Linked DNA regions of Pan troglodytes: all the other regions are linked to region 1. A link is a contact called in public HiChIP or PLAC-seq data. All regions are on one chromosome and are shown on one strand. Each heading gives the region's core, a stretch centred on a gene start, on an enhancer-like site or on the middle of the called end of the contact. The rest is flanking DNA. Distances are from core to core; before and after follow the strand shown. Region 1 holds the start of RAB42 (RAB42, member RAS oncogene family). Region 2 holds the start of ATP5IF1 (ATP synthase inhibitory factor subunit 1). Region 3 holds the start of SESN2 (sestrin 2).

Evidence for each region. HiChIP or PLAC-seq counts read pairs in DNA pulled down with a chosen protein or histone mark.
Region 2: an H3K4me3 HiChIP or PLAC-seq map of stem cell-derived excitatory neurons shows a contact between it and region 1, with 5 times the contacts expected there. The contact joins the promoter of ATP5IF1 here to the promoter of RAB42 in region 1. A contact is called at or near these places in 1 of 1 datasets of contacts at active chromatin or transcription factors (stem cell-derived excitatory neurons) and 1 of 1 other capture datasets (stem cell-derived neural stem cells).
Region 3: a contact with region 1 is called in an H3K4me3 HiChIP or PLAC-seq map of stem cell-derived excitatory neurons, with 4 times the contacts expected there. The contact joins the promoter of SESN2 here to the promoter of RAB42 in region 1. A contact is called at or near these places in 1 of 1 datasets of contacts at active chromatin or transcription factors (stem cell-derived excitatory neurons) and 1 of 1 other capture datasets (stem cell-derived neural stem cells).

The regions. Positions count from the first base shown.
Region 1 is chr1:202,388,327-202,392,986 of NHGRI_mPanTro3-v2.0_pri, reverse strand. It overlaps RAB42 (RAB42, member RAS oncogene family), which reads left to right and starts at 2,400. Exons shown (of 2, transcript XM_054664758.2): 1 at 2,400-2,879. The coding sequence starts at 2,647.
Region 2 is chr1:202,755,819-202,760,478 of NHGRI_mPanTro3-v2.0_pri, reverse strand. It overlaps ATP5IF1 (ATP synthase inhibitory factor subunit 1), which reads left to right and starts at 1,993. Exons shown (of 3, transcript XM_003338984.7): 1 at 1,993-2,230; 2 at 2,321-2,412; 3 at 3,797-4,060. The coding sequence starts at 2,144. The coding sequence ends at 3,938. It overlaps DNAJC8 (DnaJ heat shock protein family (Hsp40) member C8), which reads right to left and starts at 2,475. Exons shown (of 11, transcript NM_001279783.1): 1 at 2,293-2,475; 2 at 342-467.
Region 3 is chr1:202,733,461-202,738,120 of NHGRI_mPanTro3-v2.0_pri, reverse strand. SESN2 (sestrin 2) reads left to right here and starts at 2,712. Exons shown (of 10, transcript XM_016957397.4): 1 at 2,712-3,202. The coding sequence starts at 3,113.

The sequences.
Region 1 (4,660 bases), core at 1,151-3,650:
GTGTAATGGTGCAATCTAGGCTCACTGCAACCTCTGCCTCCCGGGTTCAAGTGATTCTCCTGCCTCAGCCTCCCAAGTAGCTGGGACTACAGGCGCATGCCATCACGCCCAGTTAATTTTTATATTTTTAGTAGAGACGGGGTTTCACCATGTTGGCCAGGATGGTCGTGACCTCCTGATCTGCCTACCTCAGCCTCCCAAAGTGCTGGGATTACAGGCGTGAGCCACCGCGCCCAACCCAACCCAGATATGTTCTAATGCAAGTGCAGATAACCTTAACTGCTGTGTCACGCGGCTCCTCCAGAACTACCCTGTGAGATTAGGTACCATGATTTGCCTGACTTAGCAGAAGAGGAAGCAGGGATCAGGGAAGGGAAATAACTTACCCCAGGTTACACAGTGAATCTGTGGCAGAAGTCATGGCAGAAGTCAGCTGACATCTGGATTTAACTGCAGTCAGAGGCAGACACATGATCCCAGCCCACAGCAGGAGCATCTGGGAAAGGGAGGAAGTTCAAGAAGCCAGATGCTGACAGTGCATTGCCCATGTGGGCTGACTGGAAAGGCCTCAGGGAGGGCTGGGGTCAGACTGCATTTCCAGCTGCTTCATGCCTCTCTGGATTCTCCTTTCTCCTTGACCTTCCCAGATCCCACTTATCCTTGGAGACTCAGCTTCAACATCAGCTGGGATGGGCTTCTTTGACCCTTTGGCTTCCCAAGTCCAGCTCTATGATGGTGTTTGACGGAATGAATGGATGGGTGAATGAACAGCACTTACCCACTTTCATTAATTCATCTAGCTATAAATATTTACTGAGCTTCTACTTTGTTTTTTGTTTTTTTTTTGAGACGGAGTCTCGCTCTGTCACCCAGGCTGGAGTGCGGTGGCGCGATCTTGGCTCACTGCAACCTCCACCTCCCGGGTTCAAGCGATTCTCCTGCCTCAGCCTCCCAAGTAGCTGGGATTATAAGCACGTGCCACCATGCCCGACTAATTTTTGTATTTTTAGTAAAAACGGGGTTTCACCATGTTGGCCAGGCTGGTCTCGAACTCCTGACCTGAAGTGATCCACCCTCAGCCTCCAAATGTGCTGGGATCACAGGTGTGAGCCACTGCGCCTTGAGTTTCTACTTTATGCCAAGCACTGAGTTAGGCCCTGAGGATACAATCATCAGCCCCTGCCCTCAAGGAGCCTGCAGCCTGGGAGAGAGACTGACATCAGAGATGGTCAGAAGTGCATGTGGGCCAGGCGTGGTACAGGTTCACACCTGTAATCCCAGCATCCCAGCATTTTGGGAGATGGAGGCGGGCGGATCACTTGAGGTCAGGAGTTTGAGACCACCTTGGCTAACACGGTGAAACCCCGTCTCTACTAAAAATACAAAAATTAGCTGGGCGTGGTGGTAGGTGCCTATAATCCCAGCTACTTGGGAGGCTGAGTTGGGAGGATGGCTTGGACCCAGGAGGTGGAGGTTGCAGTGAGCCGAGATTGTGCCACTGCACTCTAGCCTGGGCGACAGAGTGAGACTCCATCTCAAAAATAAATAAGTAAATAAATAAAAACGAGACTAGAAAGACTAGAGTTGGCTGGAGCAACTGGAACTCCAGCCTCAGTGCCCTGGGTTTCCAGAAGGCCAGCCTGGAAAGGGTGGAGTAAACCTTGGAGGCTCATGTGCTGCCTCACCCTAGCCCCTCACCCAAGCAAAACTCAACCAGTGTCTTAGTGCTCGTGGGACCTGCTTTGTCCCCTTTTGTGGCATCGAAGGGGTGATGAAGGATGAGACAAACCTGGATGTGAGTCCCAACTCTGCTGTGTGACCTGAGACAAGCCGTGCCTCTGAGCCTCAGTCTCCTCAGCTCTAAGAGGGGCACTCCCATGGCACTATCAAAGGGTTGCTGTCCACAAAACATGAACTGACCGTTGGCCTCATACATGTTAGTTGTCAAATCCACAGGCCAACTGCACTCCCTTTAGAATTGCAGTTGTCTGTGTCTGTCCTGCCTCCTCAACCAGACTGTGCCCAAGTTCCTTCTGGGGCCCTGGTGTCCAACTCAGACAGGCATTAGAGGAAGCCGTGGGGGCTGTTGAACGTTGAACCTGAACACTGAACTAGAGGCCCCAGACCAGGGCTAATGAGGGCTCCAGGAAAGGGCTTCTGGGTGGAGAGGGAGCATCTACTAACCACTCACTTCCAGAGTGGCCTTCCCGGGTCCAGCAGAGGGTTGGGCGCCAACTAGGGAACCCACAGAGGAGGCGGGGGGGGGGTGGGGGGGTGGGGGGGGAGGGGGCGGGGGAGCGGTGTGGAGCGGGTAAGGGGGTGGGGCTGGAGATTAAGGAATGAGTGAGGTGGATGCTTCAGCGCTGTTAGTCTCCTCCCCATGCCCCTCCTCACTTCATCTAGTTTAGTCCCTTTATCCTGTGAAGTAGGGGTCATCATTAGCCCCCTTTTACAGAGGAGAGAATTGAGGCTTCGAGAGAGAGAAACTTGGCCAGGAGTTTCCACTCGGTCCGACGCCCTCGGTGCCCCGCCGGGGACGGTGGCTGGGCGCGGGGAGCGGGGGGCGGTGCCAGCGGGGCCCCGGGCAGGGGCGGGGTCGGGGCGCGGACAAAACGGCCGCGGGGCGGCGGGGTGGCGGACGCGGCCATGGAGGCCGAGGGCTGCCGCTACCAATTTCGGGTCGCGCTGCTGGGGGACGCGGCGGTGGGCAAGACGTCGCTGCTGCGGAGCTACGTGGCAGGCGCGCCTGGCGCCCCGGAGCCGGAGCCCGAGCCCGAGCCCACGGTGGGCGCCGAGTGCTACCGCCGCGCGCTGCAGCTGCGGGCCGGGCCGCGGGTCAAGCTGCAACTCTGGGACACCGCGGGCCACGAGCGCTTCAGGTGCGGGTAGCCGGGGCGCGGGAGGGACTTCTGGTAGGGGGCTCGGTGAGCGTGCGCTCGGCCACGGCAACTCCCGAGAGGCCAACTCAGAGGTCAGGCGGAGGGCGAGGTCCCTGCCCTGGGTCCCGCCCGGTCCACTGGGGCCAGACCCTCCCCTGCTCGGAGTCATTTTTCCCACGAACACTGCGGGGTGGGTCGAGTCCCAGAGACCAGGAACATCCCTGGCTTTGAGCTCTGGACTCTGGAGAGATGCTGAGTGATACTGGCCCCGGGTGCTGAGAGCTCAGGGGAACAGAGCGGGAAGTGTCGAGGAGATGTGGAAGGGAGAGAGGATCAGCAGGAGTTTGCCAGGAAGAGAACAGAGGAACGAAGACCTAGGTCAGGGCAGCACCAGGCCTTCTCCAGGAATGAGGGATTCAAGTCACGCTTGCTCCCTAACTGGAGCACCCAGACTTTTTTCTTTTCTTTTTTTTTTTTTTTTTTGAGACGGAGTCTCTCTCTGTCGCTCAGGCTGGGGTGCAGTGGTGCGATCTCGGCTCACTGCAAGCTCCGCCTCCTGGGTTCACGCCATTCTCCTGCCTCAGCCTCCCAAGTAGCTGGGACTACAGGCGCCCGCCACCACGCCCGGCTAATTTTTTTGTATTTTCAGTAGAGACACGGGGTTTCACCGTGTTAGTCAGGATGGTCTGGATCTCCTGATCTCGTGATCCACATCCACCCGCCTCGGCCTCCCAAAGTGCTGGGATTACAGGCGTGAGCCACCGCACCCGGCCAGCACCCAGACTGTTAGGAGAGACACAGACACCGAGGCAGAGAACCACGGGGCCGTGTGAAGTGAGCACTGTTGGGGTGTGAGGCATTCTGTGGATCCCAGCGGGAGGAGGTCCTGCCTCTGGGGGTGTCATGGAGGCATCAGCCTCTCCCAGCTTACCTTTCCACCTCCCTGCCTCCCCAGGTGCATCACCAGGTCCTTTTACCGGAATGTGGTGGGTGTCCGGCTGGTCTTTGATGTGACAAACAGGAAGTCCTTTGAACACATCCAAGACTGGCACCAGGAGGTCATGGCCACTCAGGGCCCGGACAAGGTCATCTTCCTGCTGGTTGGCCACAAGAGTGACCTGCAGAGCACCCGCTGTGTCTCAGCCCAGGAGGCCGAGGAGCTAGCTGCCTCCCTGGGCATGGCCTTCGTGGAGACCTCGGTTAAAAACAACTGCAATGTGGACCTGGCCTTTGACACCCTCGCTGATGCTATCCAGCAGGCCCTGCAGCAGGGGGACATCAAGCTAGAAGAGGGCTGGGGGGGTGTCCGGCTCATCCACAAGACCCAAATCCCCAGGTCCCCCAGCAGGAAGCAGCACCCAGGCCCATGCCAGTGTTGACTCTAGGAGAGGAAGGGTTAAAGCAGTCCCAGCCTTAGCCCACCTGGTGGGATGGGGAGTGTTAATATCTCTCTGGAGGACAAATGACAGAAGGGTTCATATAAACAGTATCCTGACACAGTCATGCTTCCTGGATTTTGGAGTCGAGGCTTTCTACAGAAAAGAAAGTTCTGATGGCCAGGCATGGTGGCTCACGCCTGTAATCCTAGCATTTTTGGAGGCCAAGGACAGTGGATCACCTGAGGTCAGGGGTTCGAGACCAGCCTGGCCAACATGGTGAAACCCTGTCTCTACTAAAAATACAAAAATTAGCCAGGCGTGGTGGTGCATGCCTGTAATCCCAGTTACTCCGGAGGCTAAGGCAGGAGAATTGCTTGAACCCGGGAGGCAGAGATTGCAGTG
Region 2 (4,660 bases), core at 744-3,243, 370 kb before region 1:
TCACATAAATGGAATTAAACAAAATACCAGGCAGGGCTGCTATTTTCTCAACTAAAATATGATCAATAAAGCCAGTTTTACTATTTCATAGAAAACAAAGAAGGTTTTTTTTGTTTGTTTGTTTGTTTTGTTTTTTTTGAGGCAGAGGCTTGCTCTGTTGCCCAGGCTGGAGTGCAGTGGCATGATCTTGGCTCACTGCAACCGCCGCCTCCCAGGTTCAAGCGATTCTCCTGCCTCAACCTCCTGAGTAGCTGAGATTACAGGCGCATGTCACCACGCCCGGCTGATTTTTGTATTTTTAGTAGAGACGGAGTTAGTCAGGCTGATTTCGAACTCCTGACCTCATGATCCATCCGCCTCGGCCTCCCGAAGTGCTGGGATTACAGGTGTGAGACACCACGCCCAGCCCCAAAGAAGGTATTTTTATAATCATCAATCAGGTAGATAATCTGGCCCAATTCTCTCATCTAAAAAAGAAGAAACAGAGAAGAGAAAATGAGTTAGAGAAGAGCTATAAACTTCATGAGAGTAAAGACTACTGTTGTCTTGTTCATATTCATTATATGGATGAAGGGAGGTTAAGGTCAAGCTTTCCCTAGACTCCTAATTATCCTTTTTTTTTTTTTTTGAGACAGAGTTTCGCTCTTGTTACCCAGGCTGCAGTGCAATAGCGTGATCTCAGCTCACCGCAACCTCAGCCTCCCGGGTTCAAGCATTCTCCTGCCTCAGCCTCCCAAGTAGCTGGGATTACAGGCATGTGCCACCACGCCTAGCTAATTTATTTTTTATTTTTATTTATTTATTTTTGAGACAGTTTCTCTCTTGTTGACCAGGCTGGAGTGCAGTGGCGTGATCTCAGCTCACTGCACCCCCTGCCTCTCAGGTTCAAGCGATTCTCCTGCCTCAGCCTCCCGAGTAGCTGGGATTACAGATATGCGCCACCATGCCCAGCTAATTTTTCATATTTTTTTTTAGTAGAGATGGCGTTTCTCCATGTTGGTCAGGCTGGTCTCGAATTCCCAACCTCAGGTGATCTGCCCGCCTCGGCCTCCCAAAGTGCTGGGATTACAGGTGTGAGCCACCGCACCTGGCCTGCTCTTTTCTACTGCATTGCACCACATTGCCAAAAGTGCAGTTATTAAGCCCATTCAACAATATGTTGCTAACGAAAAAAACAAACTAAAATATTTTTAAAAGGTTTATTCTGAGCCAAGATGAGTGACCATAGCTTGGGGAAACACAGCCTCAAGAGGTCCTAGGAAACTGTGCCTGAGGTGGTCAAGTTATAATTTGGGTTTTCTTTTTTTTGTTTGTTTTGAGACGGAGTCTCGCTTTGTCACCAGGCTGGAGTGCAGTTGCGCAATCTCGGCTCACTGCAACCTCCGCCTCCCGGGTTCAAGCCAATTCTCCTGTCTCGGCCTCCTGAGTAGCTGCGATTACAGTCGCGTGCCACCACACCCGGCTGATTTTTGTATTTTTAGTAGAGACGGGGTTTCTCCATGTTGGCCAGGCTGGTCTCGAACTCCGGACCTCAGGTGATCCACCCACTTCGGCCTCCCAAAGTGTTGGGATTACAGGCGTGAGCCACCGCGCCCAGCCAGAACACTGCCACTTCTCATAACAAATGAGCGCGATTTATGTATATCTAAGCCAGGGCACATTGGACGTCGGTATCCTGGACATCAGCATCCTGGACACAGCTCCCAAACCCCGAATTCCCCCATTTTATTGATGCTAGCAGGCCAGGGAAGGGAAAACTTCCTTTGAGCTTTGAATAATAACGACTTTAGAATTGAAATCGTGGGCTGGAGGTGGACGCCACGCCTCATTCTGATGGGTCCAAGAGCCGAAATTTCGGCTTCCGTCACTCTCCTCACTCAGCTCTCCAAACTCCTCCATCATTCCTCTTTCCAGTCCTTTGGCCCTAAGCCCTTGCTAGCGGTTGGCTAAGAATAAACCCGTCTCTTGCTCGGGATTCGCTGTGAGCTCCGGGAAGCCCGCCTCCGCTCTCCCGTGATTCGCTATTCCTGTGTTCATCCGCCCCTGCGTCGACCAGATTGAGTGCTTGGCCGTCCCTGCCATTAGCGCGTAACGAGAGACTGCTTGCTGCGGCAGAGACGCCAGAGGTGCAGCTCCAGCAGCAATGGCAGTGACGGCGTTGGCGGCGCGGACGTGGCTTGGCGTGTGGGGCGTGAGGACCATGCAAGCCCGAGGCTTCGGCTCGGATCAGGTACGCTGCGGCAGTGTCCGCTGCTCCAGCCCCGCGGGCGGATCCCATCTTTGCTTCCGTACCTTTACCAGTGTCCCTGTCTCTCTGCAGTCCGAGAATGTCGACCGGGGCGCGGGCTCCATCCGGGAAGCCGGTGGGGCCTTCGGAAAGAGAGAGCAGGCTGAAGAGGAACGATATTTCCGGTGAGGCTCACCGGGTCCCAAGTCCAGCCCTAGATCTCCCAAGGGCCTTCCAATCCTTAAACTGCCAATCGCCCCACCCGTTCCTACCTGGTGCCTTGGGCGCCCCATCCCCCAACAGAACTCCCGGGCCCCAATCCAGTATACCCTAACCCTTGATGTCCCGACCGTTGCCACGTATAGGGCACTCCCAGTTCCCTGCACAACAGTTTCAGGCCCCCAAACCATTTCCACCGGCGGGTCTCCAAAACAACCCACGGCTCAACTCCTCCTTCATCATTACCATCTCCCGCGTGGAGTTCTCCTCAGGTCGTGCGAAACACCCCCAGATTCTTCGCACAGTGTCTAGATCCGACCGTCCAACGTTTGCCTCCCAGCCTGACTCCCTCGGCCCTTACCCACCTGTCACCCCCTCTACGCTCTCCTTCCTCGCCAGCACGCCTTAGCTTTGCAAGCCTGCATGCATTCAGGCTTCTCAGGTGTTTCTAGACCCCTGACTCCGCAAGGGTGAGGATGATGGGAGCTGGTCATGGGAGCTACTTATGGTTGGACACCATCTTCTAAAGGCTTTTGCCCTACTCAGCCCAGCCTAGACCTGTAGATTTCCCTCTCCTGCTTAGGAGTATGGAGTGGGCTGGGCCTCCCTTTGCCAGCCCTGAGTTATCTTTAACTGACTTCTGTCCACTCTGGAGAGCAGTGAGGAATTAATCTTGCTTTTGCTTGTCCTTTGGCCTTTCACTTCTGCCTTCTGTTGAGAATTATCACCATGACACCTGCCATACCGTATAGAGAGCCAAGGTACAGCCGTTAGAGACTATCTAATTGAGCCCCTACATTTTGTAGTTAAGGAAAACTGAGGCCTAAATGTGACCAAACCAACATTGTAATCCAGTCCCTTCTTGGAACCTAAATTGAACTGCCAAGTACTGCGCATGCAAGAGACCCTTTATTGGCCTTACAGTGGGCCATTCATTTCTATAGGCAAAGAAAGCTCTAGACAGATTGGAATAGGAAATGGATATTTGCCTTTTAGCTACACCCCTTTGTCTGTCTTCCTCATTTTGTTCCTTTTCTTTTCCCTAAAGGGGAGTCAAGTTCCCTGGGTTGTTCCCCTCATAAGGTATTAGGGACTTGTGTCACATCTCTCTGGAGTTTTCTATTTTAAAGAGGAATCTGAAAGCAATAAGCTCTTTGGTCTTCTTAAGATGGCTACACCTCAATTTAAGATGGGGTATTCTTTCACTAGTTGAGGAGTAGAAGAGGATGACCAGCTAGACTCCCATGGAATTGGGACTCCTATTCCTTGCTTAGACATTACGGGTTATGCTTTGAGATCTCTTTGGGGTGAAGGGTTGAAATTAAACCCTGAGCCACCGTGTCCTTGTAGAGCACAGAGTAGAGAACAACTGGCAGCTTTGAAAAAACACCATGAAGAAGAAATCGTTCATCATAAGAAGGAGATTGAGCGTCTGCAGAAAGAAATTGAGCGGCATAAGCAGAAGATCAAAATGCTAAAACACGATGATTAAGTGCACACAGTTCCCCATAGAATGGCACATGTCATTGCCCACTTCTGTGTAGACATGGTTCTGGTTTAACTAACATTTGTCTGTGTGCTACTAACAGATTATAATAAATTGTCATCAGTGAACTGTGTTTGATGCCTTCTTCTATCTGGAAGAGATAGACAGATACCAATGGACTGCTAAAATGGATTAGAGGCGTCCCTGCATCCAGGAACCCACAGACAATGCACAGTGTGATTAAGTGCTATGAAACAACACGAGTTGGGGGGGATAGGTGTGACACAGACAAAGTACCCCTCCCCGTCTAATTAGAAGTGTTCAGAGAAAGCTTCCTGAAGGATAAATCCCAATCTGAAGCATAAAGATCAGGAGGATCCTAGAGATCCGAAGGAGTCATTGCTTCAAAAGATAAAATTAGGCCAGGTGCGGTGGCTCATGCCCGTAATCCCAGCACTTTGGAAGGCCAAGGTGGGTGGATCACCTGAGGTCAGGAGTTCAAGACCAGCCTGGACAACAGTAAAACCCCGTCTCTATTAAAAATACAAAAATTAGCCAGGTGTGGTGGCACGCACCTGTAGTCCCAGCTACTCAGGAGGCTGAGGCAGGAAAACCACTTGAACCTGGGAGGTGTAGGTTGCAGTGAGCCGAGACTGTGCCACTGCACTCCAGTCTGGGTGACAGAATGAGACTCCATCTCAAAAAAAAAAAAAAAAAAAAAGATACAA
Region 3 (4,660 bases), core at 1,463-3,962, 340 kb before region 1:
AAACCTTGAATGTTAAGATAGGAGTTTGATTTTTTTTTTTTTTTTTTTGAGACAGGGTTTCGCTCTGACACCCAGATCGTGCAGTGGCACGATCTCAGCTCACTGCAACCTCTGCCTCCCGGGTTCAAGCAATTCTCCTGCCTCAGCTTTTCGAGTAGTTGGGACTACAGGCGGGCACCACCACTCTTGGCTAATTTTTGTGTATTTAGTAGAGATGGGGTTTCACAATGTTGGCCAGGATGATCTTGAACTCCTGACCTCAGGTTATCTGCCTGCCTTGGCCTCCCAAAGTGCTGGGATCACAGGCGTGAGCCACCATGCCCACCCAAGGAGTTTGATCTTAATTCTGTAGCTGATGAAATACCAGTGAAGCCTTTTGATCTGGACTTTGACATTACATAGTAAATTTTTTTTTTTTTTTTTTTTGAGACGGAATCTCACTCTGTCACCCAGGCTAGAGTGCAGTGGCACGATCTCGGCTCACTGCAAGCTCCGCCTCCTGGGTTCACGCCATTCTCCTGCCTCAGCCTCCCAAGTAGCTGGGACTACAGGCACCCGCCACCACGCCCGGCTAATTTTTTGTATTTTTAGTAGAGATGGGGTTTCACCATGTTAGCCAGGATGGTCTTGATCTGACCTCGTGATCCGCCCACCTCGGCCTCCCAAAGTGCTGGGATTACAGGCATGAGCCACCACGCCTGGCCACATAGTAAATTTTTTAAATGAAAGCTGAAGCTGACACAGGGTAGTTTAGAGAGGAAGTTAATGCAAAGGAAGATTCCGTGACCAAGGGCATATGATTGTCAGGACATTTTGCTAGGTGACATAGAGCAGGAGATGGATGTCAAGATGTAGACCCTGCCAGCCAGGCGCGGTGGCTCACGCCTATAATGCCAGCACTTTGGGAGGCCGAGGCGGGCAGAGCACAAGGTCAGGAGTTCGAGACCAGCCTAACCAACATGGTGAAACCCTGTCTCCACTAAAAATACAAAAATTAGCCGGGCGTGGTGGCACTTGCCTGTAATCCCAGCTACTCAGGAGGCTGAGGCAGGAGAATTGCTTGAACCTGGGAGGCAGAGGTTGCAGTGAGCCAAGATCGGGCCACTGCACTCCAGCCTGGGCGACAGAGTGCGACTCTGTTTCAAAAAAAAAAAAAAAAGATGTAGACCCTGCCCTCAAGGAGTTTACAATTAAAAAGATCAGATAAGCCAGACTCAGTGGTGCACACCTGTAACCCCAGTGATTGATTTGGGGGGCTGAGGAGGGAATATTGCTTGAGCCCAGGAATTTGAAGCTGCAGCGTGCTATGATCACGCCACTGTACTCCAGTCTGTGTGACAGAGCTAGACCCCATCTCTAAAAAACAATACTAATAAAAAGAAAAAAGGGTCAGATAAAACATGTACATATAAAATTACAATACAAGGCAGAATGTGGCTGGACATGGTGGCTCATGCCTATAATCCTAGCACTTTGGGAGGCTGAGGTGAGAGAATCGCTTGAGCTCAGGAGTTTGAGACCAGCCTGGGCAACATATGGAGACCCTGTCTCTATTTATTAAAAAACAAAAAACAAAAACACAAAAAAAACTAGGTAGAATGTGATACATGTGAAAAGAGATCCAGCTCAAGTGCCTTGGGAGCTCAAGGGAGGGTGAGATTAATCGCTTTTTCCCAAGAATCTGGAGGCAGGAAACCAAGTCGGTTTCATCTTTGGAATTGTAAGCTTAGACTTAGAAGTCTCAGAGGGGGACTTGGGGGTCTTATCCACCCTCACCCCTGGCAGGATTCCCTGTCTAGAATAAACAATAACTTTAAAATGGAAACAAAAAAAGGAGCTCTGAAGGAAAACTGTGAAGGAAGAGGCTCCGTTTGAAATGAATAGAAAATGAATTTAGCTTGGAGGTGCTGAGGTGTTGGTAGAGGCAACTTTCTGGCAAGAGGCGAGTTGAAGGCCAGGAAGTGGATGAGATCAGGGAGAGTGTCTGGAGGGAAGAGGGGTAAAAACAGAAACTGGGGAAGCACCCACGTTTTAGGAAGTGGGTGGTGAAAGAGGAGTCAGAGAAGGCCAGAGGGAGAGGTGAGCAAAGATCCAGCAGAACACCTTGTTACAAAGTTTCGAGGAGGGTGGCAGGGGTGGAAGCCAGGACGGGTAGCAGAAGGAAGAAAACTTCCAGCAATAGGGATTGAGGTTCCACACGAAGTTACCAATGACATTTCAAGGAATGAAGGCTTTTCCTGAGGCTCCACAAATAAGGTGAATTCCCTGTGTCTCGCATCTTTGGAGCTTCCCCGAGGCCAGAGGGAGCAGGGTTGTGCCCTCTGACCTCTAAATATCTGGGGTTCAGTTCTATAATTAGCAGCACCGGATAGGACGCGAGCCAAACCTCTCTTAACCCTAGCCAGTCCCTCCAGGAACTGAAAAGATGAAGAATTCATTTAGGAGATTTCACACTCGGCTGTTTGGCCTAGCCCAGTGAAGTCCCTTTTCATCACGCAACCCTAATGACTCTTCGGGCTGTCACTGCCGTCTGGTGTTGCCAGGGATCTGACTAAACCGTCTTGCAAAAGTTTGCAGCATTCACCCGAGGCGGACTACAACTCCCAGAATTCCGGGCGCTCCCCGGTGCTGATTGGCGGAGCCCGTGACTCCAGGGGGCGGAGTTTCCCCCGCCTCCCCGGGGAAACAGACCTCTGATTGGCTGGACCGCCGGGCTTTTGTGTCCCCGCCCTCCCCCGGGGACCGCAGCGGGCTGAACTGCTGGTGTCAGAGCCCGGCGAGCGCTGGCAGTTCCGCGGCGGGGATGCTGAGGAGCGCTGGGTCCGCGAGCAGCCCTGGCCCCTGCGGACTTCCGAGGCCGTGAAAACCCCTGCGCTGCGGCCCTTCCCAGGCCCCCGAGGCCGTTCGCCGTTCCCGAAGCCCGACTGGGGGAAGAGTCCAGCACCAAAGCGGCCGTTCTCGGATTCCGGAGCGTTCTGGAGCCCCGAGAGACGCCCCGGGGTTCTAGAAGCTCCCCGGCGGCGCCCAGTCCCGGCTTCCTTCGGGCGTCCCTCCGAAACCCACTCGGGTGCACGGGTCGTCGGCGAGCCGCGACCGGGTCCTGGCGCGCACCATGATCGTGGCGGACTCCGAGTGCCGCGCAGAGCTCAAGGACTACCTGCGGTTCGCCCCGGGCGGCGTCGGCGACTCGGGCCCCGGAGAGGTAAGCGGCGGCCGCGCGACGCCCCTCTTCCCTGGAACCCCGAACCGCGTCTGAGCCTCAGGCTGTCCTGAGCTGAGTCGGTGTGTCCTGGGCTCGGGGAGGGAAAGCCGAGCGCGTAACCCGGGACCCGGGTTGCATCAACTGGCAGCCGCGGCCCTCGGCACCCCTCCCCCCCTCTGTCTCCCCTCTCCCTCCTTCTCCTTCTCCCTCTCCCCCTCCTCCCTCCCTCTCCCCCTCTGCCTCACCGCCCCCCCCACAAGGGCCGCGGATCCTTCCTCGGCTCCCTCGGACTCCTGGCCAATGAGGGAGAAGCCTTCTGGAGGCTCTCCGAGCTTTGGGCTCCTGAGCGTCTTCAAGTCCAGGCAAATCCCGGCCGGAGCGGCCAGACCACTCCTCCTCCCCGCCCCCTTCCGCGGAGTCTCTTCCTCTTCGTGGGGGCCGGCGGGCAGAGGACCCTTCCTGGGGTGTCTCCCGGCTCCTGTCCCCCAGCGCGGGGCGTAGGCACCTGGGACTGGCCAGTGAAAGTTGACCTCATCCCATGTCCCCCGCACTCCTGCTTTGGAGGGAGAGCGCAGGGGCTCTGGGGGCTTGGCGGGCCGCCCGGTACGCGGCAGCGGCGGCAGCCAAAGCTGGGGGGAGAGGGGACAACCCCGGTCGCGGCTTCCGAAGCCAAGCGCGGATTAGGCTGCGCCCTGCTAAGTAAGTGGTCTGAAGGCCCAGAAGTTTGTTTTCCAGAAATTCCTCCCCCACCCTCCCTTCGCGCCGCTCCCCTCCACCCCCCCCCCGCCCCCCCCCGCATTCGCATCCCGGCATAGCCCGCAGGGGCTTTGCAGGGAGACCGGGAATTAGGCTGGACCTAACCAGACTGACAGTTCGCACTCCCCCACCACTACCAGCAGCAGCGATAATGGACATCTTATCATTTATTATGCACCTACTAGATACCAGGCTCTGAGTTTTTTTCGCCTTTAACCTAAGTCCTCAGGACTAAACCAGCAATACAAGCTACGCTATAGCCCCATTTTACAGGAAGAACATTGAGGCCCACGATGGGCTCAGAAAGAGGCTTTCTTCATTAACCCCACTGAATATCTTGTTCTTTGGCCTTATGATTTCTGAGATTGCACGGCACTAGGAGCTTCTAGTTGCTTTAGTTTACAGGCCTAGAGTGTAGTGGAAGTTGTATTCTGGACCTGGGATTTGGTGGAGTGCTATGACCCCAAGAAAATCCCTGCTCTTCTCTTAGTAACGTGGTTTCTGGGGATCCTACCTCCGTCGGTGTATGGTTTGTGCCCTGGTTTTTGTTAGCTTGCTTACCCTTCTCTGCCGTGATTTAGGAGCGCCATGTGGAGGAATGGCTCTTCTCCTGCAGCTTCTCAGCGGTGTGACTTCTTTGGAAAGATGGAAATAATGTTACTATTGAGAACACCTGAACACTAGAGAGCAAGAGTGCTGGGT